Regions from separate parts of the Mus musculus genome. Here region 1 is linked to region 2. The links are chromatin contacts, called in public Hi-C maps. All regions are on one chromosome and are shown on one strand. The core of a region is the stretch at or near the end of the contact, and the rest is flanking DNA. Distances in the headings are between cores, read along the strand shown.

What was found. Hi-C and Micro-C count contacts between places; a contact is called where the count stands out from the background.
Region 1: a contact with region 2 is called in a Hi-C map of uterus, with 4 times the contacts expected there. The contact joins the promoter of Ust here to the enhancer-like site in region 2. A contact is called at or near these places in 3 of 15 datasets of contacts at CTCF or cohesin (CD8 T cells and the NIH/3T3 cell line), 12 of 484 Hi-C or Micro-C datasets (the C2C12 cell line, adipose-derived mesenchymal stem cells, conventional dendritic cells and 4 more), 9 of 115 datasets of contacts at active chromatin or transcription factors (CD8 T cells, the NIH/3T3 cell line, SST interneurons and 6 more) and 3 of 9 other capture datasets (adipose tissue, embryonic stem cells and pancreatic islet).

The regions. Positions count from the first base shown.
Region 1 is chr10:8,515,788-8,521,960 of GRCm38.p6, forward strand. Ust (uronyl-2-sulfotransferase) reads right to left here and starts at 3,038. Exons shown (of 8, transcript NM_177387.3): 1 at 2,363-3,038. The coding sequence starts at 2,612.
Region 2 is chr10:8,388,561-8,395,456 of GRCm38.p6, forward strand. It overlaps Ust (uronyl-2-sulfotransferase), which reads right to left. Exons shown (of 8, transcript NM_177387.3): 2 at 2,328-2,371. Among named protein-coding and RNA genes, the nearest start is that of Ust, 130 kb to the right of the region's middle. Within about 2 kb of position 2,946, at least 33 of the 459 cell types and tissues checked have an H3K27ac peak or open chromatin away from gene starts, as enhancers often do. A contact at or near this core is called in the NIH/3T3 cell line, adipose tissue, adipose-derived mesenchymal stem cells and 3 more, where this site is marked.

The DNA.
Region 1 (6,173 bases), core at 1,788-4,287, 130 kb after region 2:
AGAACATTCAACACATTATATACTACTCTACATACCTGGTAAACTGGGTGCAGTCAGTCATTAACCCGAGCAATAGCGGTCAAGTAACTCTGACAGGAAACGTGTAAGATGGCCCAAATACTAAAAGTATATTCTGTAAAGAACATGTTTAATACAATATTTTGATCTAGAAATATTGGACACTTACATTTGAGAAAAATAGGATTTTAATTAACAATATATTCTGTGTGGTTACGGTCTAAAATATAGAGAAGGATCACTGGCAAGCAAGTCTGCAAATAGCTTGCTTGGGCTGATATAATTAAGGACATATTTTAGACCACTCTAAAGACCACCTTCCCTGAAAACCATTATTTTATGTATGTGAGCAAACAACAGGAAGAGACCTGCAGGAGTCTCCTGTTTTCAGTTCACAAAGATGACATGTCTAACCCACCTCGCACATCCATCAGAAAAGTAATGGTCAGTTAGTAAAGACAACGGCAGCCCTCAGTGCCCAGCTCTGCCTGCCAGCTCTCTCTTCCACCAGCTGATCCCATATTCATCAGGTCTCGCATACCAGAACAGAGACTCACATAATAAAACAGGTGACTACCAAAGACCCTGAACTTTCTCGATTCTATCCTTCAAACACCCTTGCTTCTCAGCACACCTGTGTTTCCCTTTTCACATAAAGGGTAAGAGAACCACAAAACTGTAAGAGCCCCTAATTACACCATGAAGAGCCAAAGCTGTAAAGCTGGAGCTCAAAGGAAAGCACTCCTAGGATAGAATGGGTCTTCCAGCCCCACCCAGCACAGTTCCCTCCATGCAGCAGACCGCCACACTTAACTTAAAAGGAACTTTTGGTGATGGGTGACACACAATCAGATTCTATGGAAGAACAGCCCTGAGCTTCATCACTTCCCAATACTAGTGGGCACTAGATCCTGATAGTGACGGTGACGTTACCAGGAGCAAGAGCAGGTGTCTGAAAGCACGGAAGATAAGACTCAAGACCCAGAAGGCAGAATGGCAGAGAATGAAGAGGTTACACTCACCAATAAAAAGGGCTTATTAACCCAAAACCATAAAGCCACATGCTAAGAATTGTGCTTCGGAAATTTGACCGAGGCAATATTTTTCTTTAATCTTCCGTATCAGTTCTTGTGAAGTCACAGTATCCCCAATGTTTTTACTGAAATGAGATTTTAACTCTTAAAAATCCGAGCTTCTGTCCCTGGAAGCAATGCAATTTTATCAGTTTACACTACTCCCAAACACCCTTTGTTGGTGTGGTTTTGTGGTTTTCTTGTTTTTCCTTCCAAACAGGCCTGCTGTTACTAGACCTGAGACTTCTGTGAGACCTCTTTCTTTTTCAGCCACGAACCAAAAGGGAAGGGACCTTTGAGGTAACTGTATGAGTCTTGGGCAGCCCATTCTGGTCCCAGCACTTTGATGGAGTCTCCACCTGAACTGACTCTGGACCTGCAGATGACCACGGTAGGTTCTTCCACTCAAACCACCTCAGAGACAACCCCCGCACGACCTCTCCTGGCCACAGAAGTCAAGGAATTTACACCCTCCCTCAGCCAAGGCACAGGAGCCAGCATCATCCCTGGGACCTGAGCGAGTGCTGGCCAAGCCTTGGCACTCAGAATCATGGATGAGAGAGCAGCGAGGTCATACCTCACTGAAATCTGTTTTCTTGGGTTCCAACCTCTTCCTTTTTCAGCCACGAACCAAAAAGAAAAAAAAAAAAGTTGACTTAAGACACATACGGGGCGGAATTTCGAAGGCGGCACAGTTGACTGGCACCTAGAAACAGCCCCAATTTCTCCCGCACTCTCGCTGCAGTCCGCGGGGTGCGCAGGTGCTGCCAAGGAACAAACCAACCTAGGGAAAGACTGGAATCACCTGGGCCAACTCACAAACGGGGGACCCAGTGGATAGAATATCTAAAAGTGACTGGAAAGCGGGGTTAAACCAGCCCACACAACTCAGAAGGGAAAAGCCAGACGGGACAGGATTGTAAGTTGTTAACCACATCCTAGAGAGGACTGTGCACGCACCGCCAGGCCAGCATACACACAAATATTCACAAACATGCACATGTCTATTCTGCCCCAGTTGGAGTGGCGATTCGGGGACAGGTACGTGGTGTCCGGGCTTGGGACACCTGCCCGGAGTCCCCCGTCGCTGCGGGCAGCCCAGAGTACTGTAGGAAGCAGGCGCTCCCAGCTGCCTCACTGAGGGATGCTCAGTGGCATCCCACCTGGGGAGCCTCGGGGACCGTGGTGGCCGTGACAGCTTTAGATGTTCCCCGCTTATCACCCTTTCCCCGAGTGCCCAACTTTGCGGGGCTGGCGCAGCCCTTCCCTACCCAAATACTGCCGCAGGTCGAGCAGGAAGCGAGGGGGTCCCCCGCTGAGCTGGTAGAAGAGGGAGCCCAGGCAGAAGACCAGCAGGGTAGCCATGCAGAAACCGTAGTCCCGGAGGGAGAAGCGCAGGAAAGGCAGCAGCGGGATCCGGCGCTTGCAGCTGCCCAGGCACGGAGGGGCGCCCCCCACAGGGGCCCCATGGGGCCAGGGATCCGTGCCGCCGCCGGGATGCTGCTGCTGCTTCTTCTTCATCGCCGGCTCCGCCGCCTCGAACAGCCCGCCCCGGCCAGGAAGAGGTCACCCATCCGCCGCCAGCCGGAGCGCCTAGCCGGCTGTCTGCACATGGAGAGGGACGCGCTGAGGGCAGCCGGGTGGGGGCGGGGAGGGGCCGAAGTTGCCGGGCTCAGGGTACTCTGCTCGTCTTGGTCCCCACCGCTCGCTGCGGCCCCAAAGGGCCCAAAATGTCCCGGGCCCCGCCGTGGGGGTGGCGATCGCAACCCACGCCTGGTCGCGCGTCCTGCTAGCAGCCCCGCGTCCCGTAGCAGCCCTGCGCCCCAAGTCCCGCCGCGCCCCGGGCTCGCTCCCGGCTCGCCTCCAGCGCCAGCGTGGACCCCCCGGGCTTTGTGTGGGTCGCGGGCGGTGTGTTTGGTCCCAGTTCAGGCTCGGCTAGCTCAAGGCAGGGAGGATCGGGAGGCGGACACCACCCTCTCGCTCCACCTCCTTGACAGGGGCTTCCCTCCCTCCTCGCCTCTCCTCCCCTCCCCTTTCTCTCTGGCGCGAGACGGCCCGCTCTCCTCCCTCCCCGGCCCTCCCTTCCCTCTCCAACCCTGGGCTCGACGCTGGACTCGGTGTCACATTACGGCTTCTGCTGGGGCGGGCAGGGAGGGAGGAGGGGGCCGAGGATCAGCAACAAGGAAGAAAGTTTTTGGGTGCGTGGATTTTTTTTTTTTCCTCCTCCATTCTCTACAATCTGGTCTCGGTTCCTGCGCTACCAGCGACCTCTTGGGGCCCGCTGACTTCCCTCTCGTAAACAGTCGCCTTGGAGGATTTGACTACGTTTGTCTTTTCATTTGGGGAACTTGATTCTCTTTCTATATCCCAAGCGACCCACCTACCAAAAGCCGATATAAAATGTGCTGGGATATGGGTTCAAGACCTAGCCGGGACGGTAAAAGGCAAGAGGTGGGTGGTTTCGGCAGAGCCAGGCATAGCTCACGCCCTTGGCTCAGAATCAGAGGGCGCTTTTTTCTTGCCCTCCCTCGTCTTACAAGCACTCCACTGAAAACAAGGGTACTCCACTGACTGGAGGAAGACCTTACAGCAGATATAAAAGGAGAAGGCTCTGTGCCTTCACAGACCTGTTTCACCATCTCTCTTCCCACCGCTGGGAAGTTTCTAGAACTGAAAGAGCCCACGGAGCTTCCCAGAGACCTATCCGAGAACAGGGCTGCTCTATCAAACACACTTAATCGTTTTTGTTTTTACAAATCACCAGATACACAAGTGATATGGCCTAAGAGTTACATTGTGATTCCAGTGTCCTAGATTGTTTTTCTGTTGCTGTGATAAACATCATGACCCAAAATAACATGGAGGAAAAAAAGAATTTGTTTGGCTTACCAGTTACAGTCCATTGTGGAGGGAAGGTGAGGCAGGAGGAACCTAGAGACAGGAACTGGAGCAGAAACTGGAGAAATGTGCTTACGCGGGTTCTAGGTTCACCTTCCGCCGTCTTTCTTGTACTGTCCAGGGCCACCTGCTTAGGAACGGCTCTCTGCCTGCTGTGGCCTGGCCCCCCTACATCAATTAGCAATCAAGAAAATGCTCCCCAGACAGGAGCAAAAAAACAATCTGTTGGAGACAGTTCTCCAATAATGTTTTTCTTTTCCAAGCTGAGTTAAGTTGGAAACAGAAGTGACATTTAGTGACATAAGCAGGTAGGTAGGACTGTGAACAAGACAGATATATTAACCACTGCAGCATGACACTGGGCAGATTTCTTCATGGTTTCCCTGGGATTAGAAAACAGCATTTAGCTCAGGCCACACAATTCCGATGCCTCTCAACTCTGATCCCCAAATCATTCTAAATAGTCCAGTAATCAGGAGATGTGGGGCAGTTAAGAGCCTCATAGCTCCACGACTGTTCTCCTGAAAACTTTTAAAACATTATCCATCCAGAGATTATTCCACAGAAAATTGAGAAATGGGATCCTGGGAGCAAGAATTCACAATTAGAGGACAGAATGCATGATGGTTAGTTTTAAAAGTCACATGTCACAACCTAGAATCACGGGATAGAATGTCAATTAAAGACTTGCCTACACTGGATCAGCCTATGGGAATACCTGTGGAGGACTGCCCCGTTGTTATTTAATGTGGGAGGGCCCAGCCCACTGTGAAGCACACGACTCCCTAGGCAGATGGTTCTGGACCGTCTAAAAGAGCATGAGCCAGCAAACAAAATTCTCCATAGGTCCAGTCACACTTCTTTGGCTAGGAAGTGAGGTCAGTGGTCAGGGTTAGTACCATATGGAATAGCAAATAGCCCTGTCTTCAAGTTCCTCTCTTGAGCTCCTTCAATGAGGAAATGTGATTTTGAATTATAAGCCGACTAACCCCTCCCTCCCTAAAGTTGCCTGTGGTCAAGTTATTTCTCACAGCAACAGGAGCTCAAACTGAGCAAACGTGGCTTACCCACCACCTGAATATGAACTTCCTCGTCCACAAGTTCGACCATAGGTGAAGACGACACAAGCCGAGAGTTATGAGGTGGGCAGCACCACACACAGCTACACTCTCAGAGTCACTCCTGCACGGGCACAAACTGCCCTGCCCTGCATTCTCCTGGCCACTGTCTAAGGTCTAGGAGTGCTGTTTGGGACACCAAGTAGAACAGAAGCCCTTTGTTTGTCACAAGAACCCCTAACTGGAGTGCTAATGGCCTGTGTCACATTCACCCCAGCAATGGGGGATTTGTCCGGATTCATGTGTACACTTTAGAGATGTGACTGTCCCTTAGAGAATTAAGCCCATCAGTCATTGCTCATTAGTGTGAATTACTTTCATCAGTACAATGAGTGGCCCAGAATAGACTCCCAATTAATAATTTCTGAGTTGATAAAGACAGGCCAGGAGATGGGAGTTGCCAAGCAATCTTCCTAATGTTTTAGAGACCTCTTCTGACAATCTGGTCCTGGAGCAGAGCCTGGCCCTGTGATCCAAACAGTCACTGTGTAAAAGAATGTGTGTAAGACCCTCTGGGTTTACAATCCCACCCCTGGTGTCTGGAGCCAGCTGTCAACATTCTGTGGGGAAAGGGCCTGCTTGCTCTAGGTAATCTGATTGGGAAGGAGACACGTTGGAGAAAATAAGTGAATGTAGAAATTAAAAAGAAAACAAAACCATCAGGGGGTGGGGGAGCAGCAGTGTAGTCTAGTGGTCAAGCCCTTGTTTTCGTTCACACAAGGCAATGGCTTCCGTTTCTAGTGTGGAAGGGTAAAGCCTGAGGGCCTAAGCCTAATCTCCAGAACCCACAGAATGGAAGACAGACATGGGAGCCTGTGTTTGTAATGCCATTGCTGCCGCCGCGGGGGAGACAGGTGGATCTCTGGGCCTCACTGGCAGCCAGCCCAGCCTCCATGGTGAGTTACCAACCAACTAGCGACCCTGTCTCAAAGACAAAGCAAAGCCAAAAAAGCAAAAATGAAAGAAAGAATCACAGAAAGAAAGAAAGAAAGAAAGAAAGAAAGAGAGAGAGAGAGAGAGAGAGAGAGAGAAAGAAAGAAAGAAAGAAAGAAAGAAAGAAAGAAAG
Region 2 (6,896 bases), core at 1,696-4,195:
TCAAATATGAACTGCAGATCCGTTCTGTGAGCAAGCTGGAAACCTGTCAGAAATACTGATTCTTGGGTCCAACCTCAGATCCTTGAGTGAGAGACTAAGGGTTAGACAGCACAACGTGCATTTTAATAAGGCTCTAGGCAACTCTGATGCTAGCTCAGATGTGTGAGTCCTGGCATCATGGGAAGAACTGGGCTGAGAACCAGGAGTTCACATTCAGATCCTAGCTCTGGGCCGCATGGTCCAGTTCAGTGGAATCAATGAGGAGGCATTACTTGCCACTGTGAACTCAGGGTTGTACAAGGATGTGCGGTGCATGTGCTAGACAAAGTCCTGACCTTTGGCCCAGCATCCTCTGAGTCCCTTTGGTCCTTTAGGAGGCCATTTTCCTTGTTGTTTTCCCTTTGTATTTCTGTTGTCTGTAACATCCCAAACAACCCAAAGGCACACACTGGATCAAACAGCAGGGCACCCTTCAATTAGGGCGAATTCTACTCTACAATTCCTCTATAACCTTAATGTTATCCCCGTCAAGTAAGCACAGGCCACTGCTGATTTACTGACCGTCACTTTTCCATGTCGTGCTGAATGCTGTTCAGACATCCTATGCTCTAGGCTGTGATTTTAGAAAAAGTCCACCAGGGGAAAAAACTGAGGCTCAGAATATTAAGTAATTCAGTCAGTGTCATACAAAGTGGCAGTACTATTACCCTTTCAGAAATATTTTGTCAAGGGGCTGGGTGTGTAGCTCAGCTGCAAGAGTGTTTGCCTAGCATGCTTGAGGTCCAGGGCTTCGACCCCAAGCATCACATAAAGGAAAACTTAGTGAGATGGCAGATGCAGTCAGAGTGTTCTATAGATAAGATCCAAGGTGAGGTCATGGCCAGCTCCAGCCCGCGTGGAACTCTGTCTCTCGAAACAGCAACAACAAAAACAACAAGAAGAAAAATCTACCTTTTTTTTTCTAATCAAAATAATTTCATAAGAAGAGAGTTAAAAAGTAAAAAAAAAAAAAGAAAGAAAAAAAATCTACTTGCGAAGTGCATGCTCGAATGTGTGGTGGAGGTCTAAACATCTTCTATTGTGTTATACCTGTACTGGGCAGACATTGCCTTCAGGGGTCAAAGATGAAGAAACCAAGCATAAGGACATCTAGGCTTCAGGATCCTAGCTATAAAAACTGCTAAAATAAGACTGACGGGTATATGGTGACTAACTTTTGATTTTGTCAATTGCGACTTCCTCTTCTGGGGGCTGACCAGTTAGCATCATTGCTTGCAACAACAGAAAAAAAATCATAAGAGACCTGCGTTTTAAATAATGAGAGTTAGTCCCTGGACATACGTAGCAGATGTGCAGCTTCGTCGTGATGCAGGTCCCCCAACAACTGGAATGGGGGCTGCCCCTGAATCTGTTACCTGCCTATGGATCCTGTCTGTTCCCCTAACTGGGCTGCCTTGTCTAGGATGCACCTAGTCTTGCAGTGACTTGATGAGTTGGGGGGTGAGGGGTAACTCTGGAGGGCTCCCCATTTTCAGAGGAGGAGTGGAGGGGGTGGGAGGAGGACTAGGAGGAGAGGGATGTAAAGCAAATATAATAATGATGATAATGATAATGATAATAATAATAGAATAAGGAGAGTCCATTGAATTACATGTATTTTTCTCACACCCCAAGATCATTTTCATCCTGTTCCCCCACCACACACACACACACACACACACACACACACACACACAATTTTAGGGAGTTTGCTCTTGGCTTTCTTCAAGCTCAAGAGAGTATAGAGTGGTGGGAAATTATATTTACGAACTTTTCTGTCACCAAACAGTTAAGTACAACTGTTCATAGGAAGAGTGAAGTGGGCACAGCCAGCACACTGGACTCCGGAGGACATTCCTGGGGCTTGACTGCAGTAATACACTTAGAGCAGGCCAGAGAGAGTCTGATAGAAATAGCACTAGCCCCGAGGCCCAACCCCATGGGAGCTCCACCATGCACCTCACATGAGAAGTCAACCAAACAAACCAATCAACTCCAGGAACAACAAGGCAGCGATGCAGACGGGATTGGCAAAGGTCTGCAGTAAGTCCAGGGCCACAACATGCAGGTGGCTACAAGAACAGAAAGAGTGATGGCTTCTCCTCCCTTGTCACTTGGGTCATCTTCAGGCTCTTCAGGTCCCTCATCATTAAAGCTGATGATTCTTTTCACACCATCTAGCTACTGGCTGCTTGTGAATGACTCCTGGCTAGGAGGGACCTGGCTGGGTTCACTAGATGCCCAGAAGCTATGCTAGAGCGCACGTGTATGAATGCCACAGGCCTTACCTTACTAGGAGGTGGTCCATGGTCATCCAAGTAAGTGGAATTTCCTAGGGGGGAAAAGAAGAACATTGAGTGTTAAACATTTTAGCCCCCAAAATAAGCTAGTGCAAAACTGTCAAAAAAGGGAGGTGGGAGGAGGTGGGGGGAAAGTGTCCTAGATATATTTCTATTCAGACAGATGTTACACATCTGGTTAGTTTGGGCGGGGACACACATGGGTATTCAGGCACACAAACATTCACAGGCAGAAGCACACATCCAATACCTGCTGAATTTATTTTGGACCACTGGGTCTTAAACTTGGTGAGCATCCATTCCCTGCTGGACTTGTTATCACACTGACTGCCCAGCCCACTCCCAAAGTCCAGTTTCAGTAGCTCTGCAAATGTGCTTTTGTTCTGGGGAATCAAGTGGTGCAGGTGCCGCCAAGAACCAGGCTTTGTAGACCAGGCACTGTTTCTCCAGTTTGCCTTGAATTGCCAACTTCCCTTCATCTTCTCAGCTTAGCTTGAATGGGATTAATAGCCACCTGCTGGTGTGTTTTCATAGTACATGGTTATTGCTTCCTAATGAGTACAAAAGATTCAGAGGGCTGAGAGATGACTCAGTCGGGAGCTTGTTGGCCGCTCAGAAATGAGAGCCTGTGTTTGGATCCCTACCCCCTCTTAAAACTCCAGGCATGTGGTAACAGCCTGCAACCTCAGTGCTGGCAGGGTGGAGATAGGCAGATCCCAGGGGCTCACTGGCTGGCCAGTCTACTAGAACAGAGAGATCTAGGTTCACAGAGAGACCCGGTCTCCATAAAGGTGGAGAACTCTTTAAACAAGACATCTTAATGTAGACCATATGTGCCTATGTTGATGACACGTGTGCACACACAGAACTAAAAAAGACTGGAAAGCTTGGCTAAGTGTTTTTATTTATAAATACTGCTTTAGTAGGTTCAAGTTTCAGAGGTGGGTTAGAACTGCTCCCATTTCCAAGAAGAGAAAACAGAGACCTAGAGGACTCCAATCACTTGCTTATGACAATATAGCTATTTGCACTGCAGACAGGATGGAAGATTTGAGTTTTCTAGAGTGTGTGTGGACATCTGCTCATTTGAACAGCCAAGTATCTTGCTATCTTGACTGGTTTGTAGCCTGGGCACTGCACATGTTGCTACTTGGCGACACTGGACCATATAAAAACATCTACTTGGAAGCTCCTAGCCAACTGGGGTACTCATTAACCCAGGGAAATCTCCACCTGCAAAGCAGGACAATGGGATTTGAAATGGGAAGCAATGCAGAAGAAACCAGGAGCGCAAGCTACTTATAAATAATAGATCAGGGAATGTGATAAACATCCTACTTTGAGTAGATGAAAGGTGCTTTTGACAGGGCACCATAAAAATAACTTAGAAAACTGGAATTAAAAGGGGGAGCAGAGTTTTAAGCCAGGGACAATTCAACTGGGGATAGTTTTCCAAAAGCAATAAATAAGTGGGGTTTGGCATACAGATTTTTCCACTCTGAGTCATTATCTGTCTCTTTTGCTTTGTAGTCCTCTGATTTAAAACCCACCTCATGTCCACAGCGGCTGTACTCTAGTTGGCCATGTGTGTATATTAAGCAGACAGCAAGGTCTACTTTAAACTACAAGGCATTTAAACACAAATGCCTGCCATGCACAGCACAAGGTAGGAGGAACCCTTTTAATGTGAGCACGAGGGACAGTTTGTTAGAGGCTTATTACTGTGCTAACTTCCACCAGGCACACATACCAGGAGGAAGATCAACATCAGACTCAATAAGATAGTATGTCTAAACACAGTTACCTATGTCTAGAAGAGTGTTCAGGAATAGCCTATAATAATGCAAGCAGTATAGTTGTTCATTGTAGGAATGTGTCTTTCCCCTGGAGAATGTGACAAATCTCACCACACTCCATTCACTATGTTCTCCAGGTACCCTGCTCAAAAATCAAGGATGGCATCAACAACAAAATGTTCCTAAAATTCTAAAACACTATTGATATATATAGCTCAAGGCCTAGAGGTTCTGATGAGTATGCCAGATGTCCCTAGACCTTGGACAGAAATGGTGTCCCTAGACCTTGGACAGAAATGGTTAAGCTAATCCCAGCATGCACTTGTTTTCCCAGCATCCTCTTCTGTTTAGTCACCATTTCCAGAACACTTCTGAAACCACAGAAAGACCTAGTGCCAAATAAGAATAAAGTTTCTATCTTGACCTTTAGATGATATAATACCTTTGACCAAGGGCTTACTATTTGCCAAGCACTTTAAGTAATTCTCTTTAAAGATTTATTTTATTTGTATCTATGTGTTTGTTATGAGTATAAGTGCATGCGTGTGAGTTCTCTTGGAGGACAGAAGAGGATACTGGATGCCCTCTATAGCTAGACTTATAGATAGTTGTGAACTGCCCAGTGTGGGTGTTGGGAAACCAATTTGGGTTCTATATAAGAACAGCCAACATTCTTAAGTGTTGAGCCATCCAATCAGTCCCTACAGGCTTTGAAAAGATGGTTGTCCCTAAAAAGAGACCTTATAAAGTGACCCAGGCTTCTCTGCTAGGCTATACAGCCAGCAAACACAGCAGACACCAGGCCCTCACAGTCTGACTACTGTTGCTACACCCCACTCACAGGATGCACCACATCTTAGCATTTATTATCTTCTTATCTTTCTCCTCCTTTTTTTTCTTCCCTCCCTCCCTTCATTACAGAAGACTTTCAAAACCAGATAGTGTTCTGAAGGAATGAGTCAACTTTAGTTAACCCTTCTCTCAGCACACAGGAATGGAACAGGGTTCATCCCAGCTGGCGCTTGACCATGAGTCCATAATTACGTTAGCAGATCATTACACATGCCTTTCCTTGGCTTATCAGAACCCAGAAGCACCAAATGCTTTTCACCAGCAACACAGGTTCAGGTAGGGGTGGCTACAGGGAGACAGGTATTTCTGTGGTATGCACAGCCAACTCTTAAGATGTGACTGTAATTTCTTGGTACTTACATGGAGGTATTTTTTTTAATCTAGGATATTAAGTTTGCATATGGCAAGGTAAACACAATTGCCAGGTATTTGAAAAAGCAGCAGATTAACTTGTTCACTACAGACATCAAGGGGCGGGCTGTTATCAAAATGTTTTGCCCAGAACAGGCTCCCAGGTAACAAAGCTGCTCGGCCTTGCAGATGATTATGCCTAGTCCTAATTTTTAGAGAGTTGTCAATGCAAGTCCTTGCGGCCTTTGGGCCTGGAGCTGAATTCTGGACAGGTTAAAGAAGAGAGGAAGGCTAAGTACGACATGCTTGCTTGACACCACATTCATGGGCCTCTCTCTAAATCCCACCGTACACTTGCCAACTTCAGGATGGAGTCATCTCTGAAAGCCCATAAGAGAAACCTTGCAAATGGGTTCCCTCTCAGTATGTGGGAGTTACAGCTTAAACGGTCAGCTGAGCTCATTACCCCCAGAGTCTCCCGTGCCCTGTGTTATCAGGGTTTCTCTCCTTATAAACTCTTTTCAGCAATGATTAATTTTAGAACACTTGGGTGAGGGCTGACACTGGGAACCAGGAGGGCAAGGATCTGGACTCGTGGCTGTTTGCTATGTTATCCCAATGCTATCACCACCAGTGATGAGAGCCATGGTGATCTCTATTGGCAGAACTAACAGGCTAATCACAAGAGGGCCACTGACACTTGATATGAAAAGATGATATGAGGCTTGATATAGAAGATCAGATATATGCAGTGAGCAGATTAAACATTCTTTTGTAGCAGGGTGTAATGTCAAAAGAATATCATTCTACTCAGATGGCAATACTCTACATCCTCAAAGGTTTCCTCAGTGTGCGCCTGCAAACAAAAGAAGCTCGCGCCTTATAAGGAAAACATGAGGTTATTGCTGTCCTATGGAAACCCTGAGAACAATGTCTGCATACAGTCGGCACCTAATATGTCTTCACTAGCAATACTAATTGCCTTTCTAGGGCAGGAGCCGTCTCAGTGCATCCCCATCTTCTCAGGTCTGCCATCCCTTGCTGCACACTCCACTTGCTCACAGAGGTTTGAAGGACCGAGATGCGATGCCAGGCTCCAGCCGTTGCAGCTCTGATTTAATTATTCTGGAAAAAGTCCCAGGCCGTTGGTATTCTTAAAAAAGTTCCTTAGGTAATTCTAATGTCTAGCCAGGCCTGAGAACCACTGAGCTATAACACAAATAATATATTTTATAACTCAGGCCAAATCCAATTTTCTAGACGCAAAAAAGGATGGTATCCTTTCCAGGCTCATCTTAATCAGGGGTCACCTTCATCATGGTGAGGAGTGATTTCAGCACAAGTGTCAACTCCAAGGGGGACGCTGACCAAACAAGCATAGGTAACAGTTGCTTCAGAGGTTATAAAGAAAATATAAAGAGGTTGGCAGGCTACCGGCTTCCTGAAAAGTGATCAGCAAAGGTCACCTTGAAGCTCACTCTAAACCCTTCCCAGACTCTAAAATTCCTTTCAAGAGTACCCCACAATACACAGGTACTGTAAATAGTATGTGGCTCTT